Linked DNA regions of Rattus norvegicus: region 2 is linked to region 1. A link is a contact called in public Hi-C data. All regions are on one chromosome and are shown on one strand. The core of a region is the stretch at or near the end of the contact, and the rest is flanking DNA. Distances in the headings are between cores, read along the strand shown. Region 1 holds the start of Mllt3 (MLLT3, super elongation complex subunit). Region 2 has its middle 19 kb from the start of Ifnb1.

Region 1 (6,752 bases), core at 2,348-4,847:
GAAGAAATGATTTCGGTGAACTTTCTCCTCTGTGTCACGGAGCCATGGACTGTATGATAGCAGGAACCAGCATTCATTCTTATCTTGTTTTTACTAATTATTTTAAAGATAAGGTCTCATGCATACTGGCCTAGCTTCAAATTCTCTGTGTAGCCTTCAATTTCTAAATTCTGGCTTCTACCTCCCACTGAGTAGGGATTATGAGTGTGTCCACCATGACCAGTTAATAGGAATCAGAGAGGCGAACCTAAAGCTTCTGGCGCGTGGGGCAAGCATTCTGCTGGCTTAACTACACTCCAACTCTTAGCATTCTTACAGTCTTGTTCTTGACATATGCTCCAGTTTTGGTAAACCGACATAGGGAGATATTTTATAAAACAAACAAGCAAACACCCAGTAGGCCTTAGAGGGGGAGCTTTGGTTGTTCTGAATGTGCAGTTATCAAAATGTCTATTGTCCTAGTGTCTGGTAGTTTTTCCATGGGCCTTCCCCGTCCCTGACAAACCCACATAGCAAAGGGTGGAAAATGGCTACTTTTTGTTGATTTGGTTAGCTGAGTGTATGTACGAATAACCTGTCATAGTGAATGGGTAAAATCTACTTGATGGTGCTTTGTAACACCCTAGTTATACTTGAAAGGCTGTGTTTCCCTTTTGTTCTGGCAGAAGCATCATTCCAACTGGTCTGAAGTTCCAAACTAGCAAACTGGTGAGATGGGAAGGCTGGAGCCAAACCAGTGGTGATGTGGTGGTCCTGTGAGGAGTTAAGCTCAGACACACAGATCCTTTCCATTCTCCAGCACTGTTCTTATTTAACTTGATGTTAATCACTTTTCCATTCATTAGAGTAACCCAATTTCATACTGTACTGTATACATCACAGTATGAATTTCCGTGGGCTAATTTCTATTTGAACAAGGAAATGCTTTTATCATTGATCACTTTATTTTAAATATTCCTATTCTTTGCTACCTAGCACTGACGTCTGTCTTATGCCGTACACTTTTTCCATGATGTCCAAGCTTGGTATGTAGCTGTGATTAGCTTTGAAACCTACAGGCTCCTGCTTCAGCCTCCCAAATGTGATCCACCACTCCGATTGTTTTAAGTGCATTTTCTACACTTAACGTTGTTATTATTTCAGAATCAATTGACAGGAAATACATTTGCTATCACAGTTTTATTGTTGTTAACGGCGAACTTATTAAAATAGCTACAAATGGAAAGACTGGTGTAAATTCCTTTGTTCAAAGTTGAACCTGGAGTATTCCGGCTTGTGTTTTCTTTTTCTTTTTCCTGGTAGAGAAGTCTTTTTGTTGTTAAGGAGGGTCAAGTAAGGACGCTGGTGGAAGGGCTCTGTGCGCCATCTACTGGCATATTTTAAATCTCCAGCATCTGCAGACGGGGAATTACTTTACATTGGGGAGGAGGGTTAAGGCATTTGAGAAAGGAAGGGTGTTGAGGGAAAACTCTGTCAGATTCTATGATTTATTTGTGATTGCTGGGATAAATGAGAATCCTGCAAATATCACACACGCGCGCGAGTGCGCGCGCCTGTGCGCGTACGCGCGCACACAGACATACACTCACAAGCAAGCACATGGTCGAGGGGGTGGGGCAGGGACTCCCTCTTACAATACAAGTTCCAGTTTCTGGAGAGAACACCAAGAGAGCAACTCTGGAATCAATGCAAACGTTGAATGTTCACCTTTCAATTACTAAAGACATTCATCTAATCTTCAGTTTTCAACCTCATCATTCAAAATAGTCCTCTGCAATTTGGTTATTTGATAACTGGTGTATGAATGCACAGTACTTAGCTATACCTTGCTTACATCCCCCACACAACAGCTCTGTTTAACTTAGCGCTTACACAAACACACATGAGCGTACAAGATTACATGCACTTATAGATGTGGTTGAGAAATATGTCCTTGGACTTCTGTTCAAGTCTCCCCACCTCTGTGTGGAATTCTGGAGATTGGGTGTATCAATTTTAGGAGAATCACACTATGAGTTGGAAACTTGCTGCTTTGAACTTGGCTGGACCTGGTCTCATCTAATCCCCCATCATCCACTTTGTGAGTAGTGGGAAGAAAAGAACATGGTCATGGAGAAGGCACCCCAGGCAACCTCCTTCCCGTTATTCTCAAGTCTTTAATGCAAGGACGGAGTGAGTGAGTTGTGCTTTCAAGGTCTCCAGGCGAGAGGAAAAGAGGAGAGCAATAAAGTTGAGTCAGAAAGAGGAAGAGAGACAGAAAACCCAGGGAGAAAGGAGGACAGAAGCTGACAATCCAGAGAAAAGGGGTGGTGAACAAAAGAAAGTCTGGAAAATAGCCACCTCCCCAAACCAATTCAAGAAAGGAGTTAAGAGCCAGAGAGGTACAAGAACTTTATTTAACGAAACAAAGTCACACCCATCTTTCATTTTCGTATCTCGCCTAGATCTTATCCGTTTCCTTTTTAAAGGTTGTCTGGGTTTCTAGAGGAAGCTAGTAACTCTTTTATTTTCCCCTTTCGCCTCACGTATGGCTTGATATTCTACCCATGGCCACTGAGACAAAATACAATCGGAGCTGGGGCATTTGTAGAAGAGCGACTCTAGAACACTTCTGCGAAGGGTTGTCACCCGGGAGCCTAAATGGGTTAATACCCAGAGATGGATTGTGCTGGCTGTCACCAATATGCCTAAAGATTATAATCCAATTTATGCACATTACAGTCAGTATTAACTTTATCTATTTTAAGGCTCCCAGTAGCCTGGTGCGCCCTTAGAGAGAGGGCAGACCCTGATGCAACCCAGCAGGTTGTCAGTGGTGTGTGTGGGGGAGCCACAAGAAGCAAACAACTGGTTCCCAGAGGCTCTGCACCGGGCACTCCCAGGTGTCCCGCCTCCACCTGGGCACGGTTCACAGTCCGGGAACACCGAGGCGGGAGGCGTTTCCTAGGAAGGAAATGACATTCTTGTTTCGCGTTCATTTCTTTTTTAAGTTTTCAGTAACGGCGGCAGGAGGGCGGGGTGGGCTGGTGCCTCCGAGTAGATAGGGAAAGGGATTTAAGGGTTGCTGCGGGCTGTTCAGTCCCAGAGATTGCTATTAGGAGGCTTTTTTTTTTTCAAAAATTTTTTTGTTGCGTGGATTTCTCTCGCTCTCTGTTTAAGTAAGTTTGTTTGGGTGTGCGTTCTTGCGATTTCAGCACAAACCCACAAAAATCCATGGTGGAAAGTAAAAACAAGCCTGCTCCCCCTTCCCAAACGTGCTCACTGCCGCCAAAGACTTGAATTAACTACCCCATCTCCTGCGGCTGGGGGCTCCAGGCAGTGGCCACATTCCAGCAGTTTTAATCCGTTTTTTATTGTAGGGCGAACGGAGTTTGCACAGGGGCCGGGATGGCTCCCCAGCTGGCCGCTCTCCCAGTGCCAGGCCCCCTCCCTTCATTTCCTCCCCCTCCCCCATCAGGAACCTGTTACTTTAAGCGAGGCGTTCCAGTGTGGCGCTGCGGGCCGCCGGGGTTTCGGGAGGCGGCCTCTGATTGGCTCTTTCGAGCTCCCCCTGGCTCGGTCGCTCGGCCTCCCCGCGCGCTCCGCCCCGCCCGCGCGCCCTCCCTCCGCCCCGAGAGGCTCGAAGCCCGGGTGTCAGGCGCCACGGCGCATGCTCCGGACTCATCTCTGGCCCCGGAGCTGCTGCTGCTGCTGCTGCTGCTGCTTTTGCTTTTGGGGCTGAGTTTAATAAGCGAGCGAGAGAGCGAGCACGGGGTGGGGTGGGGGCAAAGGCAGAGCATGTCCGCCATCTACCCTCAGCTCCCGGGCGCGCTCTCATTCATAGCAGCCTCTTCATGAATTACAGCTGAAGGGGGCGGGGGAGGGGGGTACCACACAACACCCCGGCAAACCTCCGGGCCCCCAGGCATGGCTAGCTCGGTAAGTACATGCAAAAATAATAATAAAAGCCCCCCTCCCTCTCCTCCTCCGCCCCGCGCCGCCGCAGCCCAGACAGCGCCAGCGCTCCGCGGTTCCAATTAGAGAAAGGTTGGTTTTGCTCGCGGGGAGCTGCCGCCTCTCCCTCCTCCCCACCCCCCCCGGCGCGCGCGCACACACTCGCACACTCGCCGCCGCCGCCGCCACCACCACCACCCCCCCGCGCCTCCCGCCCGCCTCGCCTCTTTGCAATCGCAAGAAGCGCACTCACACTCCCTCTGGCTCACACACGCGCACACACACACTCACACCCGGTGGAAGGAGGCGAATAATAACTCAGCCATATTTCAGCCGCCGCCGCTGCCGGGAGCTGCGGGCACGGTCCGGGGACGCGGCGAGCAGCCTCTGCGGCCGCACCTCCGCCGCCGAGCGCCGCGGCCGCCACGATGGTGCGTTCTCCGCGGCGCGCGCGTGAGCCCGAGTGTGCGGGCTGACAGCGGCGGGGCTGCTCGCAACTTTGCCCCAGCGGCCGGTGTGCGCGACCAGGACTCGGCGGCGGTCCGCCAGTAGCCCTGCCTTTCTGCATTTCGTGGCTTTCGCTGGCGGGGGGAGGCTGGAGGGAGTTTGCGACCACTTTGGCTCTTGAAAGTGTGCAGCGTTGGCTCTTGTTGGACTGGCCTTGCCGGTCGTGGGGGGCTGTTCGCCGAGGGGTGCGGGGTGCTTTGAGTTGTGGATGCCTTGGCGTGTTTTCGTGCGGGCGTGAGTGAGTGTGTGTATGTGTGACGACGTCTCATTCTTGTGCATGAACCCCATGGTAAGAAAGAACACGGGAGTTTGTGCCCATTAGCAGAGGCTGCCTGTAGTTTCCATTCCGCCTGGCACCGCGCTCCACACGCACGCACACATACACGTACACAAAGACTTCCTCGGTGTGTGCCTGTCGCCGCGGTACTTTCGGGGAGGGGGTTCTCTAGAACCCCGGGTCCCCCATCCCAACCACCTCCCCTCCCACGCCGGGAAAGAGCCCCAGCATCCCCTCCTGATTGTCTCCTAATTTGTTACCGACGCGTTTGTTGTCGTGCTTGCCATGGTGGTCGTGTTCTCCCCTTTCCCCGACCCCCTTCGCGACTAGGGGTAACATTCCGTTACAATCCCAGCCGCTGTGCAGAGGCGCCGGGGGCCCCTGCGGCCCGACCCGGTGTATCTGGGGGTGTGGGGTGTGCGCGCCCACGCGCGTGAAACGTGGATGGAGAGGGCACTGGCGTTTCCTTTTATGTGCGTTTCAAGGAGGAGGGAAAAAAATGTCAGGCGCAATGTTGAGCAGCGAACGGTCGCCTTCCTGTTGTTCACTGCTGTCTCTCCTCCCCCTGCCCGCAGTGTGCCGTGCAGGTGAAGCTGGAGCTGGGGCACCGCGCCCAGGTGAGGAAGAAACCCACAGTGGAGGGCTTCACCCACGACTGGATGGTGTTCGTGCGCGGCCCGGAGCACAGTAACATTCAGCACTTTGTGGAGAAAGTCGTCTTCCACTTGCATGAAAGCTTCCCTAGGCCAAAAAGAGGTAGGGCTCGAATACAAAAGAGACTTGATAAAAAATGTCTTTGCTCCAGAGGAAACAATCGCGGGGCCCCGGCGCTCCCCGGGCCGGTCCCCGCCCCCCCGCGCCGCGCTTGCCGGTCTAGCCTGGGACCCGGGGGCGCGGCGCCGTGCTGGCCAGGGCCGTGCTGGCCAGGTCTCTGCTGCCCGCGCGCGCGCGTGCGCGCGTGAGTGTTCGACTTGGGCTCAGGGAAAGTCACCACAGAGAAAGGACCGTCAGGTGTCGCGTGTTTATTCCTCCCAGGCCTCTTGGGTTGCTGCAGGTCCTTAGGGGAAGGCGTAATTAGTTACTGGGTTTGGAGGTTTGGAGAGCGAAGCTGGAAGGAATAAACAGTTTGCATCTTTTCACCACCTCCCGGAGAAACCTAGCTTTACCTGTGTTACTAGCCAAGAATGCATTGGAGGTAGTTATTGTTCCGTTTAGAGAAGTCGGTTCTCTAGGCAATTCTGGCCTTTTCTGTGTTTGAGACACTAGGTGCCAGTCGCTGTAGAGTGTCCCTATGGGAGTTAGCCTCCACCTCACAGCCTGGATTTTACTAGTTGGGTGACTTATTCCCCCCCACCTGGGGGTGCATTTTACTACTCCAGTAGATTTTGGACTACCTTCTGCACTGTCTTCTGGTTGGGACCCACAAGGGGAGGGAGTTTCCTTTAAGGTTGCAAGCTAAGTTTCAGGCAAAGGTGCTGTTTTGCCAATTTCTTTAGTTCCTCTTTCCGACACCTTGATCCTCAGCCATAAAGTCGGGCTTACACACTCTTGCTGAGGTTCTGTGGTCCTGACCTCTTCAGTTAAACAGAGCAGGACAGTTCGGGGGTGGGGGTGTGTCATTTAAAAAGATGTCTGAAGAGGTTCTGAAAAATACTGGTTTTTCTTTCCTCCTGCCTCTGGAAAGCTACTGTCTGGTCGTTTGCGTTGGATTACTGGAGGTAACAGTAGAAATACAATAAGGTGCTTTGTTTGTGAGCGGCTTTATTTATCTAAGTCGACCCAATGGTTAGTAGTTATCTCCCATTTGATCCGTAATCTTTATTGGCATCTAGAACTCCTGCAGTTTCTTAGAGAACATCATAATAAATCCATTCTGCTTAGAGTGATGGGGAAATTATTGAACATTCAGGGCTGGATAAAGAAAGGAGAAAGGATGTGCGCCTTTGAGGTGGCAGGGTTGGGGCTTATTTTTATTTTTAATGCTTGTGTGGTGGGAAGTAGGATTTTATTTTGTGCCATTCAGTGGTTAGGTTTA
Region 2 (6,752 bases), core at 2,794-5,293, 520 kb before region 1:
TTGTGCGGGCTTATTCCTAGTCTACTGTGTCCGTGTCTGCTCTTGTGCCATCTCCAAACAGGGTTTGTTAGCTTCTGCAGGAGAACTTGAAACCGGTATAGCAGCAGCATTGCCATCCTCCCCTTCACCCCCACCCATCCCGGCTTACCATTGTTTTCTCTATTTGATCCTCTGTGTTCCATAGGACTTTAATGTTGTTTTCAGGTTCTCTGATAAACATTTGTGATGCTTGATCTTATCCAAGCTGTACTACAGAGCAATGGTGATTAAAAAAAAATAAAACTGCATGGTTTTGGTAGAGAAACAGACAGGTTGATCAATGGAATAGAATTGAAGACACAGAAATAAAACCACACACTTACAGACACTTGACCTTTGACAAAGAAGCCAAAAATATACAATGGAAAAAATGTATTTATCTTCAATAAATGGTAGTGGTCTAACTGGCTGTCTGTATGTAGAAAAATTAAAAGAGACCCATATTTGTCACCATGCACAAAGCTCAAGTTCAAGCAGATCAAGGACCTCAATATAAAACCAGATACACTCAATCTAATAGAAGAGAAAATGGGACCTCACTGGCACAGGGGAAAAGTTCCTAAACAGAATACCAATGGCTCATGCTCTAAGATCAAGAATTGATAAATGGGGCCTCATGAAACTGGAATGCTTCTGTAAGGCAAAGGACACAGTTAATAGGACAAATTGGCAACCTACAGATTGGGGAAAAAAATCTTAACAAACCCCACAGCTGATAGAGGACTAATATCCAAAATATATTAAGAACTCAAAAAGCTAATCTCCAACAAACCAAAAAAAAAAAAAAACAATCAAAAAATAGGGTATAGAGCTGACAGAGAATTCACAACAGAGCAATCTTGATTGGCTGAGAAGCACTTAAAGAAATGTTTAAAGTCCTTAGTGATCAGAGAAATGCAAATCAAAACAATCCTGAGATTTCACCTTATACCAATCAGAATGGTTAAGATCAAAACCTCAGGTGACAACACACGTTGGCTGGAATGTGAAGAAAGAGGAACACTCCTCCATTCCTGGTACGACTGCAAACTGGTACAACCACTCTGGAAATCAGTCTGGAGGTACCTTAGAAAATTGGAAATAGATCTACCTGAAGACCCAGTTATACCACCCGTGGGCATATACCCAAAAGATGCCCTACTACACCACAGGGGGTACATGCTCCACTGTGATAACCAGAAGCTGGAAAGAACCCAAATGACCCATAATGGAAGAATGGATACAGAAAATGTGGTTCATTTGCACAATGGAATACTATTCAGCTGTTTTAAATGAGGACGTCTTGAGTTTTGCAGGCAAATGGATGAAACCAGAAAATATTCTGAGTGAGGTAACTCAGGCCCAAAAGCACATGCATGGTATGTACTCACTAATAAGTGGATATTAGCCAAGAAAGTACAGAATATCTAGGATACAATCCACAGAACTCAAGGTTAACAGGCAGAAGGGCCAGAGTGAGGGTGCATCAGTCCCACTTGGGGTGGGAGGCAGAGAAAACAATCACAGGAGGCAGAATGAGGGAGGAACCTGTGTGGGAGAGGGAAGGGGGAGCTGGAAGGGAAACAGGGACCATGATCAGTTATTGAGAGGGGGGAGACAGGAAAGAAGGCCCAAGGGCCAGCAGAAAGAATGGAAATATGCAACCTTGGTGGTGGGAGGTGGGGGGTGGCGCTCTACAATGTACCAGAGACCTGGTAGGTGAGAAACTCTGAGGACTCAAAGGGAAAGACTTTAGATGAAATGCCCTACAGTGGGAGCAGGAACTTGTAGAGTCCACATCCAGTAGAAAAATATGGCATCAAGTGGGGAGATAGGGCTGCCATTCCATAATCAAAACTCTGTCCCAGAACTGTTCCTGTCTGAAAAAACTGCACAGGACAAAAGTGGAGAAGAGACTGAGGGAAAGGCAACCCAATGACTAGCACAGCTTGGGATCCATCTCAAGGAGAGGCTCCAAGGCCTGACACTATTACTGATGCTATGCTGTGCTTACAGACAGGAGCCTAGCACGGATGTCCTCTGAGAGGCCCAACAAGCAGGTGACTGAGACAGATGCAGATACTTACACCCAACCATTGGACTGAAGTCAGGACCCTTGTGGTTGAATTGGGGAAAGGCTGGAAGAAGCTGAGGAGGAGGGCAACCCCATAGGAAGACTAGCAGTCTCAACTAGCCCAGACCGGTAAGATCTCTCTCACTCTCAGACATTGAGCCACCAATCAGGGAGCATGCATTAGCCGATGACCTGATCCCCCATCACTTATGCAGCAGAGGACTGCCTGGTCTGGCCTCAGTGAGAGAAAATGTGCTTAACCTTCAAAAGACTTGAGTCCCCAGGGAGTGGGGAGGCCTGGTGGTAGGGGTAGGGAGTGCATCCTCTTGGAGACAAGGGGAAGGAGGAATGAGGTGAGGAACTGTGGGAGGGAAGACTAGGAATGGGAATAATGACTGGACTGTAAAATAATAAAAATAATTTTTAAAAAGGAAAATGAAAGGTCAAGTCATAGAAATTTATGTAGATCATATGTATCTCACAAGGGGTTCCAGAATGCTACAGAAGGAACTAATAGAACTCAATAAGATGGAGAAAATCCAATTTTAAAGACAGATACATGGCGGGCTTGGGACATAGCTCAGTCTGTACATGAATGTCTCACAAGCATGAAAACCTGAGTTGTCTCATTTCCAGAATCCACATTTTATAAAGCCTGGTGTGAGCACCTGTATGTCTGTGTGCTCCCTGCTCTGGAAGATGGAGATGACCAACAGATCCCTGGGGCTCACTTGGGATGTTCTAGGTCAGGGAGAGGCTTAATCTGAAAGGGGAGGGGGAGAAGGAATGGCACTTGACTAATGACATCTAAGACAGAGGCAAGAAAGTTTAAATCGGATGTGATTAGCATCACTGGGGAGATACTCATCCAAATCAAACCCACTTTACAAAAAACCTAAAACCAGATAAGGAGATAACACATATCCATGAAAATGGAGAAACAGAAATCCTTCTCCACTTCTGGTGGACTGCTGTGCTAATGACTAGGAGCTCAGACTCAAATCACAGAACAATGGCTTCTTGCAGACTCATTATATTTGCAAAGAAGCATAGGTCCAAAACAGAGAGTGAAATGGAGAGACAACCCCCTCCCAGAAGTACCCTCATGTTAGAACTGATGGAAGTTGTGAGAGATGGTGAAGAGAATAAGCTGACAAAAGGGTTGGGGTAGGCAAGCAAGAGCTAAAACAATGAGTTGACCAATGGGTGTTTTATGGGTAAAACATAATGGTTGGAATGAAACAAAAGAAAAAGTTCATCCTTTGGTTGGGAGTGGAAGATGGGAAGCCCACTAGGTATTGAGTGTCCCTGTTAGACGCCTAAATTAGTGGGTTACATTTAACATTTTAACATGGAGCAAGAAGGTCAGTGTGTAACCAGTGTCCTTAGCTATACATTTTTAAATGCCTTTGTAGTGCTGTGTCATAAAACGGTGGATCATTGTTTTGTTTAGCTGATTTGCTCAGAATGTTACTTGGCAGCTAATAAATGTTCCTTGTACCTAGGTCCTCTATTGGAAATGTTAATAACCGTTAGAACAGTCTCAGTTCATAAGCAGAAGCAAAGCCATTCAAGAGAATTGGTCAAGAACTTTGTCAGTCTAACTTCACTTCTCACAAAGAAGAAGAAGAGAGAGGCATTTGCCAGATGCCTACACTGAGCTTTTTGCCAAAATTTCTGAGTTACAGCTAATACCATTGCTCTCAACTACATGCTGTCTGGTTACAAGGCCACGCCTTACTCAGAACTTTCCTATTTCTCTTTGTGCTCAGGCAGTTAAAAGTTTTTACCAGAAAAGCATTAGGCAGCCAAAAGGAAAAAAATAAAAATCCCCTGTTCTGAGAAGATTGCTGAACTCCTTTCAGCCTGGCTGGAGGGGACTCCTGGCCCATTTCTTCAAATCCAGTTTGACAACTAACGTGTTTAGTTTCCCTTTCGCCTGTTGCGTCATCCCCTTTGTTATTTTTGTGCTCGTGGTTCATAGTTAATTACGCAACCCTTGGTGAGGAAATCGCTAAGTTGGAGTCTAAGTTTAGCGATGCAGAGAGTGTTGCTTCTTTGGCTGTTTCTCTGTAGAATGCCAGAAACTGAGACAGGAAGAGAACAGAGAATGGACAATGGCACGTGTATACTAGCAGAGATGGGGGTGAGGCTGTGTTTCTTCATCTATGGGAAGGGAAGGAGGAAAAGAGAAAAGGAGAGCGGGGAGTGACTTTATTATGAGCTCATCTCAGAGGACTATGGTAGCTGTGATTCCCTGGTTTCAAAGGACAAGCCACCTGCAAGCTGAAGACCCCGGGTTGCCAGGAGCACAGATCAGTCCAAGTTTGGAAGCCTCAGAACCAAAAAAAGACTGGAATATAATTCTGTCCAGAGACAAAGAACAAGAACTCAAGGGGGCCATTGGAGTCAAAAGGGCTGACAGATCCTGCAGCTGTGTTCAGAGGCAGAAAATGACACATGTCCAAATGCAGGGAGAAAGAGAGGGAGGCACCCACTCTTTGCCATGTTTGTTTTACCTAAACCCCCAAGTGATTGTGCCTTCTCTGATCTCTCCCATTCAGTTCACTACCTCACCCATCATTTCCCTCTGAAAACACATTGCAGAAATGACACCGTGCCATTTAATCATCCAGTCAGGTTGACCCTTGCAAGCCCCTAAGCCCATCACTAACAGTGAATGTAGGAGCAACCGTGCCCAGAGCTGTCTGCTATGCCAAAGGTAAAGCAAACCGAGACTCGGGGTCAGTTAGATGGTCAAGTAATCAGCAAGTGTCCTGACAACATGTGTGGAAGATACAGGGTGAGCAGTCCTATGTATCTCAGGCGCCTTAATCCACTGACGGGAATGTTCTGGGGAAAGAAGTGCAGGACAGAGGACCATCTGGTCATGTATATAGGAGGAGGAGGAAAAGGTTCTTAGCAGTTACAAGTTTGGGGTCAACACCCTAAAATAAGAGACTAAAAATAAAAGATTAAACAAAGTTTGAGAGAAGTTCTGCGACTTGGGACTTCATTTAAAAATGAAGGTCCAAGCTGGGCATGATGGCACACCTCTAATTCTAGCACTCTGGAGGCAGAGGCAAGCTTGGTTACCAGACTTAGTTGCATGGTAGCCAGGGCTACATGAAGCTAGCCTCCACTAATTAAACAAACAACCAAAAGAAGTTTACTCTGATTGGGTAAGTGGACGTGGTGACCTAGTAGCAGCAAACAAGTAGGTGGGAGGAAGGGGATCAGCAAAGCACCTTGTTGAGATTTCTCTTGAGGTCTTCTGTTCTCATTCCTTTCCTTCATGGGATGGGGGACCAGGACACCTCTCACATGAGCATCTTCTGACCTCCTAATTTAAGTGAGGAAAGTGAAAACTTCTTTGATGGTCATCACACACTGAAGAGAAAATAACTTTCTTCTGTGATATTCCAAGTTGTGATAGTTTGGCGGAACACATCTTGAACTCACACAAGAGAAGACTTGGACAGAACCCACAGTCAAGTGACCTGTGTTGAACAGCTGCATCTAGGGGTTGACCAGGAAGGAAACCCAAAAAATGAGTTTGGTGATTGGCTTATGACAAGACATTCCTGCTAGAGGAAAAAAAAAAACAAAGAAAAGAAAGTTTCTGGAGCCCTCAACATGTGGTTGGTGGTTTCATCAGCTGCCAGGTGAAAGTCAAGGCTAAAGCTAGATTCTCTCCCTGCCCCCCCCCCGCACCAGCTGTTGCTTGTGTCAACAGAAAAACCCCAACCCTGGACAAGAGCACTTTCAGGCACCCCGGGAGGGAGAAGGTAGACCAGGAGGGATTCCCTGGTTTCAGTCTCTCTGAGTTACTGAACGAAGTTCTAGTATGAGTAGGGTTTTGGGTGAAGCCATCACTTTTAACAGGTGGTCACTGATTTTCAGCCATGCTCTTCCCACTACTTGTCCTTCTTGCCTCCCATCCCCCAACGATTTTTCTTCAAAAGCAATCTGGAGCTTTCCCATAATTGCTACCTTTTCCAAACAAATAAACAACACAAAATCCCACATTTGTTTCTCCATGTTTTGAAAAAGCAGTCATTAAAGGAAAAAAAAGATTAATTTATAAGCCTACAATACTCATCTCTCATTTACTATGACTATAGATACTTGAAAACAACAGCAAGTCAAATACAGTCTCGGGGCATCCCAAACTCTATGACCATGAGGGTCAGACTAGGGTAACTGGCAGACACTGTTCTGATGGCTGGGAGTAGGAGGTGTCCCAGTTATCTGCAAAACCTAAAGAGATTATTCCTCTGAATTTCTACATGTGTATATTTTTCTCATTACAATTTAAAATTAAAATGTTTTAAATATTTATTTAAAATAAAACCTATAGACATGAAATGAAAAATTATTTTCATTCAAAGTTAGGTATGAAAACACGACTTTGCTCATATGCACAATACTGAAGTGTAAAAAAATCAGCAGAAAATATATTGGAATAAACCCCAGGATGTTGGCACAGATACACAACAATCAAGCCAACAGCAAAACATCATTAGGAGATATGTTCAGAAGAAGCCCATAAAGTGGCAGGTTAATCTTTGCAGTTAACATAAGCTATTAAATAGTCAACTAATAAGATAGGCATTTTCTTCATGAAGTACTTAGTATATATTGACTGGTAAGTTAGTAA

Evidence for each region. Hi-C and Micro-C count contacts between places; a contact is called where the count stands out from the background.
Region 2: a Hi-C map of the A7r5 cell line shows a contact between it and region 1, with 12 times the contacts expected there. The contact joins the enhancer-like site here to the promoter of Mllt3 in region 1. A contact is called at or near these places in 6 of 12 Hi-C or Micro-C datasets (the A7r5 cell line, the Rat2 cell line, Schwann cells and 3 more).

The regions. Positions count from the first base shown.
Region 1 is chr5:107,558,197-107,564,948 of GRCr8, reverse strand. It overlaps Mllt3 (MLLT3, super elongation complex subunit), which reads left to right and starts at 3,597. Exons shown (of 11, transcript NM_053718.4): 1 at 3,597-3,918; 2 at 5,293-5,473. The coding sequence starts at 3,907.
Region 2 is chr5:108,083,317-108,090,068 of GRCr8, reverse strand. No RefSeq gene overlaps it. Among named protein-coding and RNA genes, the nearest start is that of Ifnb1, 19 kb to the right of the region's middle. Within about 2 kb of position 4,043, at least 14 of the 93 cell types and tissues checked have an H3K27ac peak or open chromatin away from gene starts, as enhancers often do. A contact at or near this core is called in the A7r5 cell line, where this site is marked.